Linked DNA regions of Ovis aries: region 2 is linked to region 1. Evidence: chromatin contacts called from public Hi-C data. All regions are on one chromosome and are shown on one strand. Each heading gives the region's core, a stretch centred on a gene start, on an enhancer-like site or on the middle of the called end of the contact. The rest is flanking DNA. Distances are from core to core; before and after follow the strand shown.

Region 1 (4,683 bases), core at 1,419-3,918:
ATCATCTCACTGGTTCACAAGCCTTCACTCACTTCTCTTTACCTTCAAGACACAACCCTCATTTCTCAGCTTGGGGACCAGAGCCTATAGGATCCAGCCTGTTCACCTCTCCAACCTTGTTTCTGTCACCTTTGTCCCCCTCCTGGGATGGCCTAACTTCTACTCATTGTCAAGCCTCCACTTATCACCACTCCCACTGGGAAGCCTTCCCAAGGCTAGAAGTCCAGGTTGTCCCTCCTATGTGCTCCAGAACCCTGTGCTTAGTGCTGCTGTGACACTTATCAAAGTGTGTCCAAGGCTTGTTTGTCCATCTCCACTTTTGACCATGAGTTCTTGTCCTGGTTGTCTCTCCAGGAGCTAGGAAAAGTGCCCGGCACTTGGTAAATATTCACTGGTCGGATGGATAAATGAACAAAGCACACCATGTTCTCACCAGCTGGTCCCAGAAGGAATTTCTTTTCCCTCTAAGGGGTGGGGGATGGGGAGGTGACCTTTCAAGGGATTTCTCAATAGTATGTGGAACCACTGGAGCAGGATGGAGCTGCACCTTTCCTTAATGGTTTCAAGGGGAATTTAGATTAGACATTCAAGAGCCAGTCCTTGTGTCGCAAGACACTGCAGTACAAGGAAGGGAAGTAAACAATCTATCTGGCAATTTTTGAATGTGGCAGGGGCAGGGGTGGGGAGAGTTGACCAGTATTTTTGAGTCTATTTTTTTAATAGAAAGTATCAAGTTTGTTGTTGTTGTTTTCTCAAGCCTCTGATTCTCTAACTGCAAGCCCATGACCTACAGGTATAAGTCGTGGGTAGACAAGAGATCAGGGGATTCTTGCAACCCAAAATGCAATGTGCTCCTGTGCACAAGTCTCCAAAAACCAAACATATTTTGAGGTTTAAAAATTATTGCACGCATGGTTATAAATGATGGAGGGTGTGGAAAAGGAAAGAGAGGAAGACAGTAACAATGTTTAAATCCATATATTAACTATTCTACACACATATAACTGAAGGAAGACAGAGGGGTAATAGATTCAAATAATCAGGATTTGCTCTCTTCTGCAAATTCCTGAAAGGGGAAATGTATCAGAATTTCCAGTCTTCAAAAAGGGCCTTTAAAAGTCCTGTGAGCAAGATGGGAGAAAAAAAAAGGGGCGGGGGGGGGGGGGACTTGCTCTTCACAGCAGGAAGTCGTCAATGGATATCTAGTTATGAAGAAACAACTCTGAACAGAAGTCCTTATTCGGAGCGCTAAACTCACTTTTACCACATAAAGAGCAATTTAAAAGCTCCGAGCAACCTCATCACGGTGTTGGGGAAACAATTCGGCTTCCCCATTTGAGAAAGCAAGAGAGCTCCGACTGGGTAGTGGCCCAGGCCCGCGTTAGGGCTTTTATTTGCAAGTCAATGAGCCAAATGGACGACCAGGCTAGTTGTGCCGCGTTCTGGGAAGCAAGGTTATTATTATCGCCTATTGGCCCACTGAGCAATTTCACTGAAAAGGAAGAGTCCCAGCAGTGTGTGTGCGCGCGCGGTGCCATACGGGACGTGCAGCTACGTGCCCACCTCCAGAACGACTTTATTTACAAAGCGATTACCATGTTATCTATTTGTTTTCCTTTTCCAGCTTCAGCAGCCTTACTCAGCCCTCGAATTTCTTAATTACAAACCCGTTCGCTTCTAAATCAACCCCAAACCGTCAGGCAGAGCCCGGAGGGAGGCTGTGCAAGTTTGCACACACCCCCACCTCCCGGATCAAGGGCAACAGCAGAAGCAAGAAACTGTGTATGTGCAAAAAGGTGGATCTGGGGACGAGGATCGCTGAGTTTGTTTACAGAGCAGAGACGCCTCAGCTCGGATGCCAAAGCTACCAAGAGCTGCAAACGCAAACTTAGCAGAAGCACACGTACCCCGAGAGCGGCGAGTTGCCGCGAAACCGCGGACCGGATTCCCAGGCGCTGGAGCGGAGGCGGCCGAGCCCGCGAACGCGCTCGGTCCACCTGCAGCGGCTGCCGCTGCCGCTCCCCGCCCCCAGCTCCTGTCCTTGAAAGGAGTGGAGGAAATGCATCTACACGCAAAATGTCTAGATCAGGTTTACCTACTGCTCCTATAAAAACACAAAGGCACAGTCCAGGAAAGCGCGCACAGGGGAGGGGGCATTATTTGCCCGTGGCTTAAAAACCCACTCTGGTAAACACAGCCATTCTTTGCAACCTGGGTAGGCTTTTGCAAAGCCGCGGAGGCAGAAAGGCACTAAACAGGGGGCGCTGTGTGAACCCTATTTTCCCACAGAAAGCAGCCCAGGTCGCTAGGTGAGCTCGAGGTGGGGATTCGGCCAGAGGGGGGCGGTGAGTTTTCCTAGTTTCTCTCGCGGCGGGCGCTACCTTCGGGCTGAGAGTCCAGGGAGGACTTTCTGTGCCGGGGGAGGTCTGGCCTGGTATTTGTGGGCCGAGAAGAAACCAGAATCGGGGGACAGCGGGGCGGCGCCTGGGCCCTCAGGCTCTGCGCACGTGCCTCCGGCCGCGGGGACGCGGCTGCCCAGCCCGGTCCCGCGTGCCTGATGTTCCGGAATCCGCGTTTGCCAGCCGCCCGCTGGGGAGGCTCTCGCTCCGCCCTTCCTGAAATCCCTTATATTAACTGTGGCCAAAGCCCTAAGAAACACAGCTCATTGTTGGCAGCTGCCGGGCGGTCTCGCCGAGCTGTGAGTGCAGCAGAGGGGAAATAAAAGGGAACGGCTCCGATCCTGCCCCAGCGGCTGCTGCAAGACTTCGGCGCAGACTTCGCGACTGTGAGCGCCTTGCACGCCAGGAAGGCCCCCTCTATGTGCTGCTGAGCCGGTCCTGGACCCGACGATCCCGCCCTCGGTCTTCGGAGCAGAAATTGCAAGGACGGAAGGTAAGTGCGGCGGGCGAAGCTGGCTGGGGCTCCTGCCAGGCCAGTCCTCCGAGGGCTGGGTTTGCCCGGAGGAAGAGCGCGAGGCGGAGCTGGGGAATAACAACAGGATGTGCAACAACAGGATGAGGAGGGCTGATTTAATGCCTGAAGTTCGCGGCTGGGCTATGGGGCACTTCCTTTATTAGGCGACTTCGGGGAGCCAGAGGGGGGTGTGGGCTTGGGTGCCCCGCCGGATCGCAGGGAAAAGAGCTGTTTGTGCAGCGCGCAGATCTTCTGTTGTGGATGGCAGGTCTTCCTTGGTGGGTAGCCCGGGTGCACAGGCTCCTAGTGGGATTTTCGGGATGAGGATTCGCAGCTGAAGTGCGTCGGGTGAACCTGGGAGCCAGGGGCGAGGAAAAGTGGGGTGCGCTGTGGTGGGCGACACGTGTGGCGCGGGTCTTACTGTCTGCCCTTTTCACTCGCAGGACTGGAAATGGCAGACCATATGATGGCCATGAACCACGGGCGCTTCCCCGACGGCACCAATGGGCTGCACCACCACCCTGCCCACCGCATGGGTATGGGGCAATTTCCTAGCCCCCATCATCACCAGCAGCAGCAGCCGCAACACGCCTTCAACGCCCTGATGGGCGAGCACATACACTACGGCGCGAGCAACATGAATGCCTCGAGCGGCATCAGGCACGCGATGGGGCCGGGGACTGTAAACGGAGGGCACCCCCCGAGCGCTCTGGCCCCCGCGGCCAGGTTTAACAACTCCCAGTTTATGGGCCCCCCGGTGGCCAGCCAGGGAGGCTCCCTGCCAGCCAGCATGCAGCTGCAGAAGCTCAACAACCAGTATTTCAACCATCACCCCTACCCCCACAACCACTACATGCCGGATTTGCACCCTGCTGCGGGCCACCAGATGAACGGGACAAACCAGCACTTCCGAGATTGCAACCCCAAGCACAGCGGCGGCAGCAGCACCCCCGGCGGCTCGGGCGGCAGCAGCACCCCCGGCGGCTCCGCGGGCACTTCGGGCGGCGGCGCGGGCAGCAGCAATAGCGGCGGCGGCAGCGGCGGCGGCAGCAGCAGCAACATGCCCGCCTCCGTGGCCCACGTCCCTGCTGCAGTGCTGCCGCCCAATGTCATAGACACTGATTTCATCGACGAGGAAGTGCTCATGTCCTTAGTGATAGAAATGGGTTTGGACCGCATCAAGGAGCTGCCCGAACTCTGGCTGGGGCAAAACGAGTTTGATTTTATGACGGACTTCGTGTGCAAACAACAGCCCAGCAGAGTAAGCTGTTGACTCGATCGAAACCCCGGCGAAAAAAAAAATCAAATCCCCCAACTTCTTCGGTGTGAATTAAAAAAAACATTCCCTTTAGACACAGTATCTCACTTTTCAGAGCGTGAAAGGTTTGAGAACTTGGAAACAAAGTAAACTATAAACTTGTACAAATTGGTTTAAAAAATTGCTGCCACTTTTTTTTTTTTTTTCCTGTTTTTGTTTCGTTTTTGTAGCCTGGACATTCACCTCCCTTATGTAGTTGAAATACCTAGCTAACTTGGTCTTTTTTGTTGTTTGTTTTTACTCCTTATTTCCTCACTTTCTCCAGTGCTCAACTGTTAGATATTAATCTTGGCAAACTGCTTAATCTTGTGGATTTTGTAGATGGTTTCAAATGACTGAACTGCATTCAGATTTATGAGGAAAAGGAAAAATTGCATTAGTTGGTTGCATGAACTTTGAAGGGCAGATATTACTGCACAAACTCTGCCATCTCGCTTCATATTTTTAACTAT
Region 2 (4,683 bases), core at 1,103-3,602, 370 kb before region 1:
TAAAGCAAAAGAATCTTTAATGACACTTCAGGGTACTTCCTAACCAGAAGTAAAAGACAGACAGCTGAAATTTCCTGAACGAGTTCAGGGTAACCTTGAAAACAAAGCGGATATCCAACAATTTTTTCCACCTCCCACCACCACCGCAATCACACTCCACATTGTGTCCAACACATACTAGGTTCACGAAATGTGCTCAGTGAAATTTCATGAGGTGGGATGGTGATGGTAAATGATTTCACTTTTCCCCTTGAGAGGGATTTTCCTTTGGACTGCACAGTTTCTTAAACTCCAGATTTAGAAAAAGATACAAGCTTCACAGTATTTTCTAGATAAGGGTGATTACTCTTGCCCTCTTCAACAGACACTTCTGACAGTGAGAATTAAGCCTGTAAATCATACATATTAGACTTGACCATGACATGATACATCTTCTACTTATAATTTAGGTGATCTTATATAATGTGCTGGACAGTAATGTTATCATTATTTACAGAACCTTGAATGCAGCAGTAATCATCAATCTAAATGTCTGTGCATTATTTTTAATGGAGAAGCACAGTGATCTATTCCAGGTTAAGGCACAGAGTGGGATGAAGGGATTAAACGGGAAGATAGAAATATAGATTTCTCTGCAGCTACAACAGTAATATTCTGAATGCTCTTCTACTGCCCACTCCTCCCTCGACCACTCTCTTTCTACTTTGGTGGTCAATGAAGCTACCTTTCTCAAATATCCACAGGTAATCCTTTACAATTTTCATGAATGAAGTAAAAGGTGTGGTAAATTACTGAGGATATTAATTATACAAACAACATAAAATGCTTGCACATCACACTCAATAATCTCTCAAATAAAGATTAAATCGTTGTGCTTGCACTCACTCATACTGAAACTCAGGTTCCTTTACAGATTTAATGGGCTTTAACATTTAATTTGCTTAAATTATTACTTTGTTGATATAAATAGGATGTTTATTTACTCTAGTCTAGCAATAACTGAAAGAGGAAGCCGCTAAAGGCAAAATACTCAATTACGTTCTATACCAGGAATCTATGAATCATAACATAATCATCGAGGCCAGTGTCTTCCATCAATCTCAGACTTACTATCCATTTGTAGCAGGAGACCAAAATGAAAAGCTAGGTAGCCCTCCAGTTCCTTCTGACTCATTTTAGTGTGCAACCTGGGTTATCTTGTTTGAACTCCAAGAGTAATCTGAGCTCCCCAATTTTTAACATGTGTTCAAAACCATGATAGAAAGTGCAAATGCTCTATAGAGAACTGTTGAATGAATTAAATGACTCACCACTTTTTAAATTATTTACATAATTTTTGTTCTCCTTAACCACATAGACTCTTGCTCACCATATCTTTAAGATGAACAATGATGCTCCCCAATATTATGAATTCTCTGGATATCTGCTACAAACATATTAACTAGGATAAAAATGAATTTGTGTTTTCTTATTATGTGGGAATTTTCCTGTGCCATTTCTCCTTAAATATGCACAGATAAAATTTTCTGTGTATACAAAAAATAATCAGATTTTAGATCTACATCTTTACAAATTACACAAGGTATTCTAATTCCAGAGCCAGAAGAAAAATGTGAGCAACAGGAATCCAATACCTAGACAAAAATTAAATATACTTCTTAAAGTCTTTCAATTTAGCCTCCATTAAACAATGAAACTTAGGATTGGATTTTGGGAATTGTATTACATAAATTCCATATATATTTTCTATATATATATATATATATATAAATTCAGGCTATGCTAATTGCTAGTTATATGATCTTTGGCACTGTACTTAATCTCGCTGAACTTTGGTTTCCTGGCCTATAAAATAGAGATAAACAATTACTTTATGGGGTCATAGTGAAGTTCAAAGGAAAGAATGGATGTAGAAGTAACTTGTTCATTTTAAGGTCCTATACAAATGAAATTAGTGTTTGTGTGTACCACCTACTACAGGTCCAAGACTAATCTATAAATGTGAAGAGAATGTAAGAGGAATATAAATATGGTCTCCTCCAATGACAAACTTAATACCCACTTGGAATCAGGAAATAATCAGAAAATGAGATGAGGCTATATAAAACTAAGTTGTGTGGTCCAGGCTACGTGTGCAATAACAATTCTAAGAAAGAAGAGCTTTAAATGGGCTGGAAATTATGACCATTTTCTTTCCGAATGGAACAGGCTAAGCTTTGCCTGAACAAAGAAGCAAAGATATCTAACAGCTGCTTACCACTCTGTGTTGCCTAAAATATCAGAGGAGTATGAGGTTTGGGCAGCTCTGAGGGCTGAGTCATCTTCCTCCTAACTTGGTATTTATTCAGGACGCAGCTCTAACGCCGATGACAACAGCATTCCTGACCTCTGAGCTGCTCAAAACACTGAGACAGTTCTGAAGGTGAAACGGACACCTCATCCAGATTCCTGTGTGGTTATGCTTCGGCTGCCTCCTTGTTTTGCCACAATGTTTGTTCTAAATGAGAGAGGTCTTGACAGCTGAAGAAGAAGAACTGAGGCCAAATGAGAAATAGCCTAGATTTTCTTCTCATGACGATGCTCAAGGCTCACAGCTGAAGTAGTTAGAGAAGGGGCTGGAGTGTGAGTCTATAACGTGTATCTTTATAGCTTGAATACCATGAAGTTCAACCAGTTCAGTGCACTTGCCCAAGTTCTATGAGGACCTGTTTTGAACAAACTTTTGTAAATGTTGAACATGCAAATCTTAGTAAGGGAAATAAAAGACAAAAATATATTTACTGTGACAGACAATCTCACATATGCTTTGTTCCCATCTAATCCAGTGGCAACTGTGCTCAGTACCCCAGTAGTATCCAATTCTGCAAAACTATGGGCTGTAGCCAGGGGATCTTTCTAACCCAGAGATCGAACCCACATTTCTTATGTCTCTTGCACAGATTCTTTACCACTGCGCCACCTGGGAAGCCAAGGCCTGATAGGTTCCATAATTTGCCCAAAGTCACACAATTTATGAAATGCAGAGAAAGAATTCAGACTCAGAAAATTCTGGCTCCAAAATCTATGCTTTTTACATTCAAATTGTCAGAGGGGGAAAAAGAATAAATACACAGAAGTATTTTTATTAAGGAGGAGGGCTCAGGGAGTAGAATTTGTCTACTGTTCTAGATGATGGCAGTATTTTCATGAGGGAAATCATGGAGGAGCAGGCTAAAAGCCATCACAAAGAAAAAGAAAAGCAAGCAAGTAAATTGGTAAAATCACTGCAGATGGTGACTGCAGCCTTGAAATTAAAAGACGCTTACTCCTTGGAAGAAAAGTTATGACCAACCTAGACAGCATATTGAAAAGCAGAGACATTACTTTGCCAACAAAAGTCTGTCTAGTCTAGGCTATGGTTTTTGCAGTGGTCATGTATGGATGTGAAAGTCGGACTGTGAAGAAAGCTGAGCGCCAAGGAATTGATGCTTTTGAGTTGGAGAAGACTCTTGAGAGTCCCTTGGACTGCAAAGAGATCCAACCAGTCCATTCTAAAGGAGACCACCCCTGGGTGTTCTTTGGGAGGAATGATGCGAAAGCTGAAACTCCAGTACTTTGGCCACCTCATGTGAAGAGTTGACTCATTGGAAAAGATGCTGATGCTGGGAGGGATTGGGGGCAGCAGGAGAAGGGGACAACAGAGGATGAGATGGCTGGATGGCATCACTGACTCGATGGACATGAATCTGAGTGATCTCCGGGAGTTGATGATGGACAGGGAGGCCTGGCGTGCTGCGATTCATGGGGTTGCAAAGAGTTGGACATGACTGAGCGACTAAACTGAACTGAAGGAAAATGAAAGTGAAAGTCGCTCAGTCATGTCCAACTCTTTGTGACTCCATGGACTGTAGCCTGCCAGGCTCCTCTGTCCTTGGAATTCTCTAGGTCAGAATACTGGAGTGGGTAACTGTTCCCTTCTCCAAGGGCTCTTCCCAATCTAAGGACTGAACCCAGTTCTCCCACGTTGCAGGTGGATTCTTTACTGTCTGAGCCACTAGGGAAGCCCAAGAATACTGGAGTGGGTAGCCCATCCCTTCTCCAGGGTATCTTCCCAACCCAGGAATCAAACCAGGGTCCCTTGCTTTGCAGGCAGCAGCTGAGCTGCCAGGTTATCTGAGAAGGCTTTACATGGTGGAAGAATGAAGAGAAGCATAAAGCAAGGGAGAGGGAAAGTTACACTCAATTAAATCAGAGCTCCAAAAAATCGCTAGATGAGACAAGAAGGCCTTCTTCAATGAACAATGCTTACTGATAGAAGAAAACAACAAAAGGGAAAGACTAGAGATCTTTTCGGGAGAATTGGAAACATCGAGGGAGAATTCCACCCAAAGATGGGTACAGTAAAGGATAAAAATGGTAGAGACCTGGTAGATGCTGAAGAGATCAAGAAAAGATGGAAAGAATACACAGAAGAACTATATTAAAAAGATCTTAATGAACTGGATTACCATGATGGTGTGGTTAGTCTCCCAGAGCCAGATACTGTGGAGTGTGAAGTCAAGTGGGCCTTAAGAATGGTTGCTGTTAATAAAGCTAATGGATGCAATGAAATTCCAGCAGAATTATTCAGATCCCTAAAGGATGATGCCATCTAGGTTTTGCATTCATTATGTCAGCGAATCTGGAAGAACCAGCAGTGGCCAT

What was found. A called contact is a pair of places that touch in the nucleus more often than the background predicts.
Region 2: a contact with region 1 is called in a Hi-C map of muscle, with 5 times the contacts expected there. The contact joins the enhancer-like site here to the promoter of CITED2 in region 1. A contact is called at or near these places in 2 of 16 Hi-C or Micro-C datasets (muscle and skin fibroblasts).

Annotation. Positions count from the first base shown.
Region 1 is chr8:64,321,663-64,326,345 of ARS-UI_Ramb_v3.0, reverse strand. CITED2 (Cbp/p300 interacting transactivator with Glu/Asp rich carboxy-terminal domain 2) reads left to right here and starts at 2,668. Exons shown (of 2, transcript NM_001308562.1): 1 at 2,668-2,892; 2 at 3,357-4,647. The coding sequence starts at 3,365. The coding sequence ends at 4,186.
Region 2 is chr8:64,694,155-64,698,837 of ARS-UI_Ramb_v3.0, reverse strand. No RefSeq gene overlaps it. Among named protein-coding and RNA genes, the nearest start is that of CITED2, 370 kb to the right of the region's middle. Within about 2 kb of position 2,352, at least 24 of the 54 cell types and tissues checked have an H3K27ac peak or open chromatin away from gene starts, as enhancers often do. A contact at or near this core is called in muscle, where this site is marked.